Regions from separate parts of the Ovis aries genome. Here region 2 is linked to region 1. Evidence: chromatin contacts called from public Hi-C data. All regions are on one chromosome and are shown on one strand. The core of a region is the stretch at or near the end of the contact, and the rest is flanking DNA. Distances in the headings are between cores, read along the strand shown.

Region 1 (4,700 bases), core at 636-3,135:
CCTAAAGTAATTAGCATGGTGCTTAACAATGTTGGGCTTCCCTGGTAGCTCAGACAGTAAATAATCTGCCTGCAATGCAGGACACTCAGATTTGATCCCTGGGTTGGGTTGATCACCTGGAAAAGGGAAAGGCTATACCCACTCCAGTATTCTTGCCTGGAGAATTCCATGAACAGAGGAATTCTGGTAGGCTACAGTCCACGGGGTCACAAGAGTTGGACATGACTGAGTGACTTTCACTAAGAAATGTTAGTATGCTAAGATTATTAGAGGACTTCCCGTTGAGGAAGCTGTTTTATGTGGTTTTTGTTTTGAGTTTCATCTTCAAAGAGATCTTGAAAATAAGGAAAATAAAGCTGTTACACTCTGTTTACAAATGAGGAAATGGAGACTCAGATTTTGTGATGCTTTCTCACTGGCACTGAAAGTTTGGGCAGGTGCTCGCTAGGTCTCAGGTTCCTAATCTCTGTTTTTATGCTTCTATCCTTCATGGGTTGTACAATGTCAAAACCGATAAAAATCATCTAGCTCAGGGATGGTAAATGGATTGTATTTACTTCATGTGCCAGGTCTGATCTACTTGTACAGATTGCCTGAAGCAATGTATTGCATCCTGCTTATGGGGAATGGGTGCTGTGATTGATTAGCAATGTCTGCCCGGGCTTTTGGGTGGATGAGTAAGGGTGATATGTACTTGCTCTATCTCATCTAGTCCACCTTTCTCATTTAACCAGTGAAGAAATAACCTTCAGTGAAGGGAATTGACTTATTTAAGGTTACACAATGAACTAGGGGCAGAGCTTTGATTAATGATTTTTTTTTTTTCACTTCAGTTTAACTTCCTAGACCCCAGTCAGTTTCCAGGGAATACTTATATGCTGTTCGTCAGAATGTAAATTGATGTAGTCACTACTGAAAACAGAATGGAAGTTTCTCAGAAATATAAAAGTAGAACTACCATATGACCCAGCAATTCCAATATATCTGAAATACAAAAAGCAAAAATACTAATTTGAAAAAGATATTAAATACAGGCACCCCAATGTTCATAGCAGCATTATTTATAATAGCTAAGATATGGAAGCAACTTAAGTGTCCATCAACAGATAAATGGATAAAGAAGATGTCACACACACCCACACCCACACCCACACCCACCCCCCCCCCCCACACACACACTGGAATGCTACTCGGACATGAAAAAAAAAGAAAATTTGCCATTTGCAACAACATGGATGGACTCGGAGGATATTATGTGAAATAAGTCAGACATAGACAAATACTTGTATATGGAATTTAAAAAATAAAACAAACTAGTGACTATGACAAGAAAGATGCAGACTCACAGATAAAATAGAGAATAAATTAGTGTTTACCAGTGGAGAGAGGGAGGGGCAGAATAGGAGTAGGAGATTAAGAGGTACAAACCACTGTATAAAACATAGATAAACTACAAGGATGTATTGTACAGCACAGGCAATATAGCACATATTTCATAATAATATATATGGAGTATAACCTTTAAAAATTGTGAATCACTATGTTGTACACCTGAAACTTTTGCAATACTGTACATCAACTATACCTCAATAAATTTTTTTAAAAAACCCATCATTTTCCTTACCTCAGCAGGGTTTCCACTGTTTAAGTGGAAATCGTTGAGGCAGCCTAGAACATTAAAGACCACAGGTTCTGATCTCAGCTATGATGCTGTGTGGCAATAAACACACATCAGCTAATCTTTTTGTGCTTACAGATAAATTTACTTCCCCTGGACATCTTCCCCTATCTCAAAGAAACTGGACAGTTTAAGCCTTGTGAACTAGGTGTTGCCTAAGACATGTCAGCTAAAGAGGTTAAAATGAAGGGAACTGTGGCATAGGCTATGTAGAGACCTTGACCTGTACTTGCAAAACACACTTTGCAAGTGTGTTTTCAGGCTGTAGGCTGGAGAGGAAAGAAGAATGACTAGATTTGTACTTTGCGAGAAATAAAACATAAGCAATCCTTTACCTCCCAGGTTACAGAGCTCCAGCTTGATGTTTGACATATGACCAGATGCTGGAAAGAACCCCATTTCCCACGGGCATTTGGCCCTTTGTGGGTGAGCCTGGGTTGCTCTCAGGTTTTCAAGTAATCAGAAGCTCTAGGCCCTTCTGGTTTGGAGGGAGATCAGAGACCCAGGCTGTTGCCAAGGACTCTGGCTGGCTTGTTCATTTAACTGATGTTCCTTAGGCCCTGGGATGTATGCGTGGTTTGTAAACTGCAAAAGCACCTTGCAAATGAGAAGTAGCATTTCAACAACATAAATTATTTCTACACTTTTCAGAGAAGGACTTTGGGGTCAGAGGGCACCTGTGGAAATTCTGCTTATTGGTGACAGTGAACTAGAGTGGCCTGTATATATGAGGGCTTCCTGGTGGCTCAGATAGTATATTTGAATCTGTATACTGGGTCTGTGGCTCAGCTGGTAAGAATCTGCCTGCAATGCAGGAGACCCCAGTTTGATTCCTGTGTTGGGAAAGATCCCCTGGAGAAGGGATAGGCTACCCATTCCAGTATTCTTGGGCTTCCCTTGTAGCTCAAATGGTAAAGAATCCACCTGCAGTGCAGGAGACCTGGGTTCGATCCCTGGGTTGGGAAAATCCCCTGGAGAAGGGAAAGGCTACCCACTCCAGTATTCTGGCCTGGAGAATTCCATGGACTGTATCGTCCATGTGGTCGCAAAGAGTCGGACACGACTGACCAACTTTCACTTTCACTGGGTCTTCCAGCAGAAACACCATACAGTGAAATGGCAGAACCAGATCATAAAAAGTTACTCTTTCTTGCTTATATTACTGTTGTCCTGAAAGTCAGTAGTTCCATGTTTTAAATACTCCGTGGTATTTCAAAGTTTGTGAAGTCCTTTCCCACATGTCATTCTGTTGATTTTCCGCCTGTGGCAGATATCCCTGTTTTAGAGGAGAGGAAACAGAAGTTCAGAGATGCTGGGTGACAGGTGAGAGATCAGGTGGTGAATCACTGGAAAGTCTGGGACTTGACCTGGGGTCTTTTGGGGCTCAATCCGGCGGTATTTCTCTCTCTTGGCGGCAGCCCTTGCAGGGTGAGTGTGGGTACTTGGAGTCTTGAGGAAGGAGTGGAGGTTAAAGCCAGGCGAGGGGCTCCTGTGGTTGGAGCAGCTGGAAGTGTTGGGCTTGGGGTGGGTCTGCACTGGCGGAGGACTGAGCAGGCAGGATTCTGAAGACACAGCATAACCAGGAGATTGGTTTGTTATCACCTGCATTTGGTTGACTTCTGAAGTTGGATTAGGCAATGTGTTGCAGGCTTTACCTGCATAATTGTACTTCATCTGTAGCAAATGCTGTTACTTTTAGGAGGTGGAACCTGAGTCAGGAAGCCTGGACCCCTGACCGAAAGTCACATCGCTTGGGAAGGGACAGGGCCCAGGTTAGCGCTCTGGAATGTCAGCTCTGAAGCCTGTGCTGCTGATGACTGTATGATGCCAGACTGTGCGAGCCTATGAAGTACAGCATTGGGAAGCAAACTTGCAAATGTAGGCTGGGGCCAGCCGGGCAGGCTCTGAGATGCCAGATTAGGGAGCGCTGGGCACTGTTTTGTGGGCAGTGGGAGCCGCTCAGTGGGAAAAGAGAGCAGAAGTCCACCCCTCCTTCTTGAGTCAAACGGAAATTCTACTTTAAGTCGAGAGGGTGCATGCCTGATGTCATTTCCATGGATTCTCATGCTGCTTCACCCCCATTCCTGCTGTAGCCATCCAATGTCTTCTAAAAATATGACAAAAATCACAAAGAACCCCTTAAATTCTGAATCTGTTCTTTCCAAGAGCTTGGTGAGGGTCCTGCGAGGATGTGAAAAGCCAGTTGGGCCTGGCCAACTCCTGTCTGTCTGTCTCTGGCCAGCAGCTCTGCACAGCAGTTCCCCAGGGAGCGTACTCTTTGGCATCCTTGACTTAGCTTCGAGTGCCCTAAATAAACCTTGTGGATTTAAATGCTCCCATGGGGCCTTTCTGGAGCAGAGAGTATTCCTGAAACAAAAACTCCAATGACGTTGATGCGCATCCGTTTCATCAGTCTTGCTGACAAGGGACTGAATTCCTAATGGCCCATTCAGTCAGTCATTGCTGATACCACAGGGGCCTGGCCTGGACCCCTTGCTGGCCTCACAGGTCAGAGCGGAGGTGGCTGTGAGGGATGTGAGGGCTTCCCGGGACTTCTGTCTGGGGATTGACATCATGTGATGGGCTGTGATGGAAAGGAAGGGCCTGGTCCAGACATGCCCAATGTGTTCTTCACAGGAGATGTGGTTTCACATCTGTGGCCTTTCCACCCCCGTCGGATATAATTGAGCACATCTGTCTATTGCTTTATATTTAATACTTTATAAGGATCGTATACAGATATGAGCTCATTGAGTTTTCACACCCCAGGAAACACAAACTACCCAAAATTTATGGGTCAAAGCCCCGAGACTTAGGGGATATCTCTTGGACCAGTTTCAGGGTTCTGTCCTCCTTCTTCCCCTTACAAAATGCATAATCGGGTGAAACTGGAATTTAAAGATTACCAAGGCAGGCATGATTTCGTAGGGAGGTGGGGGGGCGGGGGTGGGGGGCAGTCTTAGGAACAACTCACAATATGCTGCTTAGCAGAGGCGTTGTGTGCTGGTTATCTGTCTTTTGT
Region 2 (4,509 bases), core at 53-2,552, 1.5 Mb after region 1:
ACCCTCCCACCCCACGCCCTATACTCCTTCTAGCTGTGACTTCCAAATAGTTTGGAAAGCAGAAGCAAGCTACTGCCTCAACTTTTCGGGAGTACAATTAATGCTGGTCCCAGTGCAGGACGGTAGCTAGTTTTCCCAGTGCCTCAGTTTCCTCACTGGTGAAATGGACCTCCTCGTTCATACTGCACCGAGTCACGGAGAGGGCCAGTCAAAACTAACACCTGGTACACAGTAGGCGCTTTAAAAGTGACTGCTGGGTAGGCACCACGCATCAAGCCCCTAGAGAGCACCCTCCCAACCCCTGGGGGGCGTTCAGGAGAGTGAAAGCAAGTGAAAAGGCCAGGGCAGTCTCAGCGGAAGGGCTGGATGTTTACATTCAGCCGGGAGAAGGTAGCGCTCTCCAGGCGGGAGCCCGGCGCTCCGGGAGATCCATCTTACTTGGATGGATGTCCAACCAGCTCTACGCCGGCTCCGGGTCCCAGTTCCATCGACTTCCCCTTCCCTAGCGGGACGAGCCCACTCTTTCCGTGGGATTCTGCCCGGGTTTCCAACTGCAGCTTGGCTTTTAGGATTCGGTGGCCAAGTGGCCCGCGAAAGCCTACAGCGCTCCCAACTCTTCTCTACAGGCCGGGGAGGCGGCGGGAACCGAGAGGGCGGGGACCCGGGGGCCGAGAGCCGCGCGAACGCTCCCCGAGAAGCCTGCAGGGGCCCCCGAGGCGGACTGCGCGGCGCGGCCGGGAGACGCCGCCCCGCGCGCAGCCCGACTCGGGCTGGGACGCGCGCCGGGCGCCGAGGGCCCGAGGGACAGAGGGGCCGGGCTCACCCATGAAGAGGCAGAAGAGGTCCAGGCAGATGAGCAGCACCCGCTTGCTGCCTCCTTTCCTCGGGTTGTTGTTGAGCGCCGGACTGCCGCCGTTCTTGCTCTCCGCGACGATCGCCTTGTCGTACTTGTAGTTTTGCATGGCGCTGGTCAAGACGCCCGGCGACAGCAACCACACACCCAGACGCCCGGGTCGCCTCCCGGCCAAGACTGCTCGGGGCGCGGCGGGAGAGTGCGGCCCCGCTGCCCGCTTCCAAAGGCAAGCGGTGGTGCTTTCTGCTCCCCCTGGAGCTCCTCTGCTTTTCCTGTCTCAACCGCGAATCGTTCGAAAGTCCAGGGTGAAAAGAGCCAACTTCTCGAGAGGAAAGTTCTGCAGCGCTGTATTGCTTGCAACGCGCGGAGCTGGCGTGTCTGTGCGCAAAGCTGCGAGTGGGCAGCTCGGGCGCTCGGCCACCTTCCTCCGCGCCTGGTTGCTTAATGAATGGGAGCTGCGCGGAGCGGAGCTGAGCGGAGCCCAGCCACCCTCCAGCGCTGCCGCGACTCCAACTTTCCTCCTCCTCCTCCTCCTCTTTCTGCTGCTGCTGCTGCCGCCGCGGCTGCCGCTGTGATCACCAGGGTTTGTTTTCAGCACTTTTATTGCACGAGGTCCTTTTAAAAAAGAGAGAGGGAAAGAGAGGGACCTCCTTACTTGGCTCAGAAGGGATTCTGAAAGCACAGCCCCTTCCTTAAGCAGCCTAAGACGTAGGATAATTAAGGCCACATTTCCCCCACCCCCTTCCAAAAAAAAAAAAAAAATCCTAAAAGGAAAAGTTACTCTCAAACCAGAGAATCCGGGAGCCCCTAGCGTTCAGAAACACTGAACTGTCACAAAAGGAGGGGGAAAAAACAGTATAAAAAGAAACATTTTCTTGCTGGCCTTGGGTCAGGCAAAAGTTTAAGCTGTACAGCTCAAAAGCGTTTCTTCTCCATGACACGTTTGGGGCTTTCAAGTCTTTATTTTGATTTGAATCGTATTATCCCAAAAATATTCAAAGAAAAAAATCTATTTTTATTGTTTTTAAGATCTTAACACCCAGCACCAGATACTGGGGTAAAATCTGAGGGTGCGTGTGTGTATGTGTGCTCAATCGTGTCTGACGCTTTGTGACTGTATGGACCCATGGACTGTAGCCCGCCAGGCACCGTGGTCCATGGAATTTTCCAGGCAGGAATACTGGAGTGGGTAGCCAGTTTCCTTCTGCAAGGGATCTTCCTGACCCAGGCATCAAACCCTCGTCTCCTGCATCTCCTGCACCGCAGGTGGGGAAGCCCAGGATTCCGAGGATAGGAGCAGGAAAAGAACTGCAGGACTCTGGAACTAGACCTGTGGTTTGAAATCCTGGCCTGGCCACAGCTCTGTGCTTGGATTTCCCGATATGTAAACTGGAGTTAATGTGTTTCTCCAAAACAGAGGAACTGTGAAGACTTAAATAGCTAATCTACCTCAGGGCCTAGAACAGTGCCAGGTATAGGTGTTAACTGTGATTTTTACTCCTGTTTCCAGGGTGAAGGAGTTCCAAGCCCTCCACTAGATCAACTGGCCCCCAACCCACCTATACCACTATGCGGGGGGTGAGGGAGGTGGGTGTGGGGTAGTTTGGGGGTGATCTAATGCTTTGCCTTAGAGATTGTTATATGCTTTTAAATTACTTTATTTTTAATTGATTTCATTTTTAATTTTATTTTAAAATGTATTTAATTCTTAATTTTTCTTCCAAGTAGAGTACAAACATTTCCAAAGCAAGGGCCTTTCCTTTTAACTTCTGTAGTGCCTATAAGAAAACTGGGCACACAGTACCATAAATAGGTATTCCTTCCAGATGTCTTTTTTCTGTACATCCAGAAATAGAAATATTGTAGCTTTTTTATGCATTATATTGATCATGTTCTTTTTTATACTGACTTGTTATGGGGTTCAGTAACCTTATATCCAGCCACCACAAGCCACTTGGCTTGTCTCCAATAGTCATTTCCCACTCCACACTCTGTCCTGCTTCTCCTTCTGCCTGTAATACACATCTATCCCTTCTCTAACTACCAAAATGCTTCTCTTGTTTTAGGGTCTGAAATGTCACCTTTTCTCTGAGCCCTTCCTTGACCGCTGAATAGAATTAATTTCCCCTTCAACACTTTACTCTCGTAGCATTTATCACAATCTGATTTGGTACTATAGTTAGTAAAGACTAGTGCCCTCTGTAGATTATCAGCTCTGAAGCATCTCCCAGGTATCTTGCACAGAGTTTGGTGCCTGCAAAATTAAGCTCAAGTCTAGACTGCATAGCAACCAGTGGGTTGGCACAGAGAGGCAAAATCACTGTCTTCTGTCTCTAAGACGGTTTTGGAGCTGCGGTATCTAGATGCAGATTAGACCCAGCATTCTCCATTCAAATAGCAGCAAGGAAAAGTCAGGGAAATTAAGAGAACCAATCCCTTAGACACCTTTACAGTGAGAAATGCTTCTTCCTGACATGTTAAAATAGCAGAAACAGTACAAGGTCAATTACAACAATTACAAGGCCAATTCACCATTACTGACATTCTAAAAGGAACTCTGGGATTCTGATGTCTACCCTTGCCCACCCCACGCTCCTTGTTATGACGATCGTCCTTGAAGTTCTAAGTCACCAAACTACGTCTTTGGAATCCCAGATGAAAAGTAAAAACAAGCCCCTGAGACTTCAGCAGCCCCCTCTGATTTTTCCCTCCTCCGAGCATCAAAAGTCCTCTGAGGATCATTAAGTGCCACTGACAGCCACTTATATCCACTGTAGACTCCTCTGTTCTGTTATCTGAATTTTAAGTTACCTCCCTTTACATCTCCTGTCTGTTTTTCCCTCTCTATGGAATGACTTTTATTAATTTAAGAATACTCGTTTTGAAAAGCTAGATTTTTACTGTAGTTAAATGGTATAACTCAACAATAGCTGTTGGGCTCCTTAAAGTTACTGAGTAAGATTGATGGTAAACTTCAGCACTACACTGAATACCAGGAACCTTTTTGGCTTTAAGGTTCCCTGGATTAAATTCAGCTACTTATTAAGAAGGATAAAAATCTGTTATTCCAGGAGTGGAAAAAGGGGGAAAATAAATGAATGTTTAAATAAGAGCTTTATATTTCCATTTACAAGGCTCTGTGGGCTACTTTTTCCATAACAAAAAGATCATAGTGCTAATTGATGCATGTTGTTGGGTGCAAACAACTATTACATTTGGATAACTCTTCAAAGGAGCAGAACACTACAGATACTCATTAAAATGGACTTGAACAAGCCATAAGCATAGTGTCAGTATCATTCTTTAGATAATAGGATATAAAACAGCCTCCCCAGATGCATACATTTGAAGGCCTCTTTGCTTTAAATCCTAAAATTGGACAAACCAACTAGCAAGTAAAATGCAACAGAACTGACTTGATAGTTTAGAGTGGTGTCATTTCAAAGTAATTACATAATTTAAATTCCTGGTAAACATAGCCTACCGGAATGCACACCTGAAAATGACATTCAGTTCACTAAACTAGTTTGTATAAAGACTATAACATCAGCGGGGATAAATGCCTTCTTAAGATTAACTTATTATGTGTGGCAACAACAGCACATCATTCTTAAATAACTAATACCTCCCAAGAGATTTAAATGGCCTTCATTTCT

The links. Hi-C and Micro-C count contacts between places; a contact is called where the count stands out from the background.
Region 2: a contact with region 1 is called in a Hi-C map of liver, with 7 times the contacts expected there. The contact joins the promoter of PLPP3 here to the enhancer-like site in region 1. A contact is called at or near these places in 7 of 16 Hi-C or Micro-C datasets (hypothalamus, liver, mesenteric adipose tissue and 3 more).

The regions. Positions count from the first base shown.
Region 1 is chr1:29,652,391-29,657,090 of ARS-UI_Ramb_v3.0, forward strand. No RefSeq gene overlaps it. Among named protein-coding and RNA genes, the nearest start is that of USP24, 65 kb to the left of the region's middle. Within about 2 kb of position 1,886, at least 3 of the 54 cell types and tissues checked have an H3K27ac peak or open chromatin away from gene starts, as enhancers often do. A contact at or near this core is called in liver, where this site is marked.
Region 2 is chr1:31,120,970-31,125,478 of ARS-UI_Ramb_v3.0, forward strand. PLPP3 (phospholipid phosphatase 3) reads right to left here and starts at 1,303. Exons shown (of 5, transcript XM_012154685.5): 1 at 824-1,303. The coding sequence starts at 962.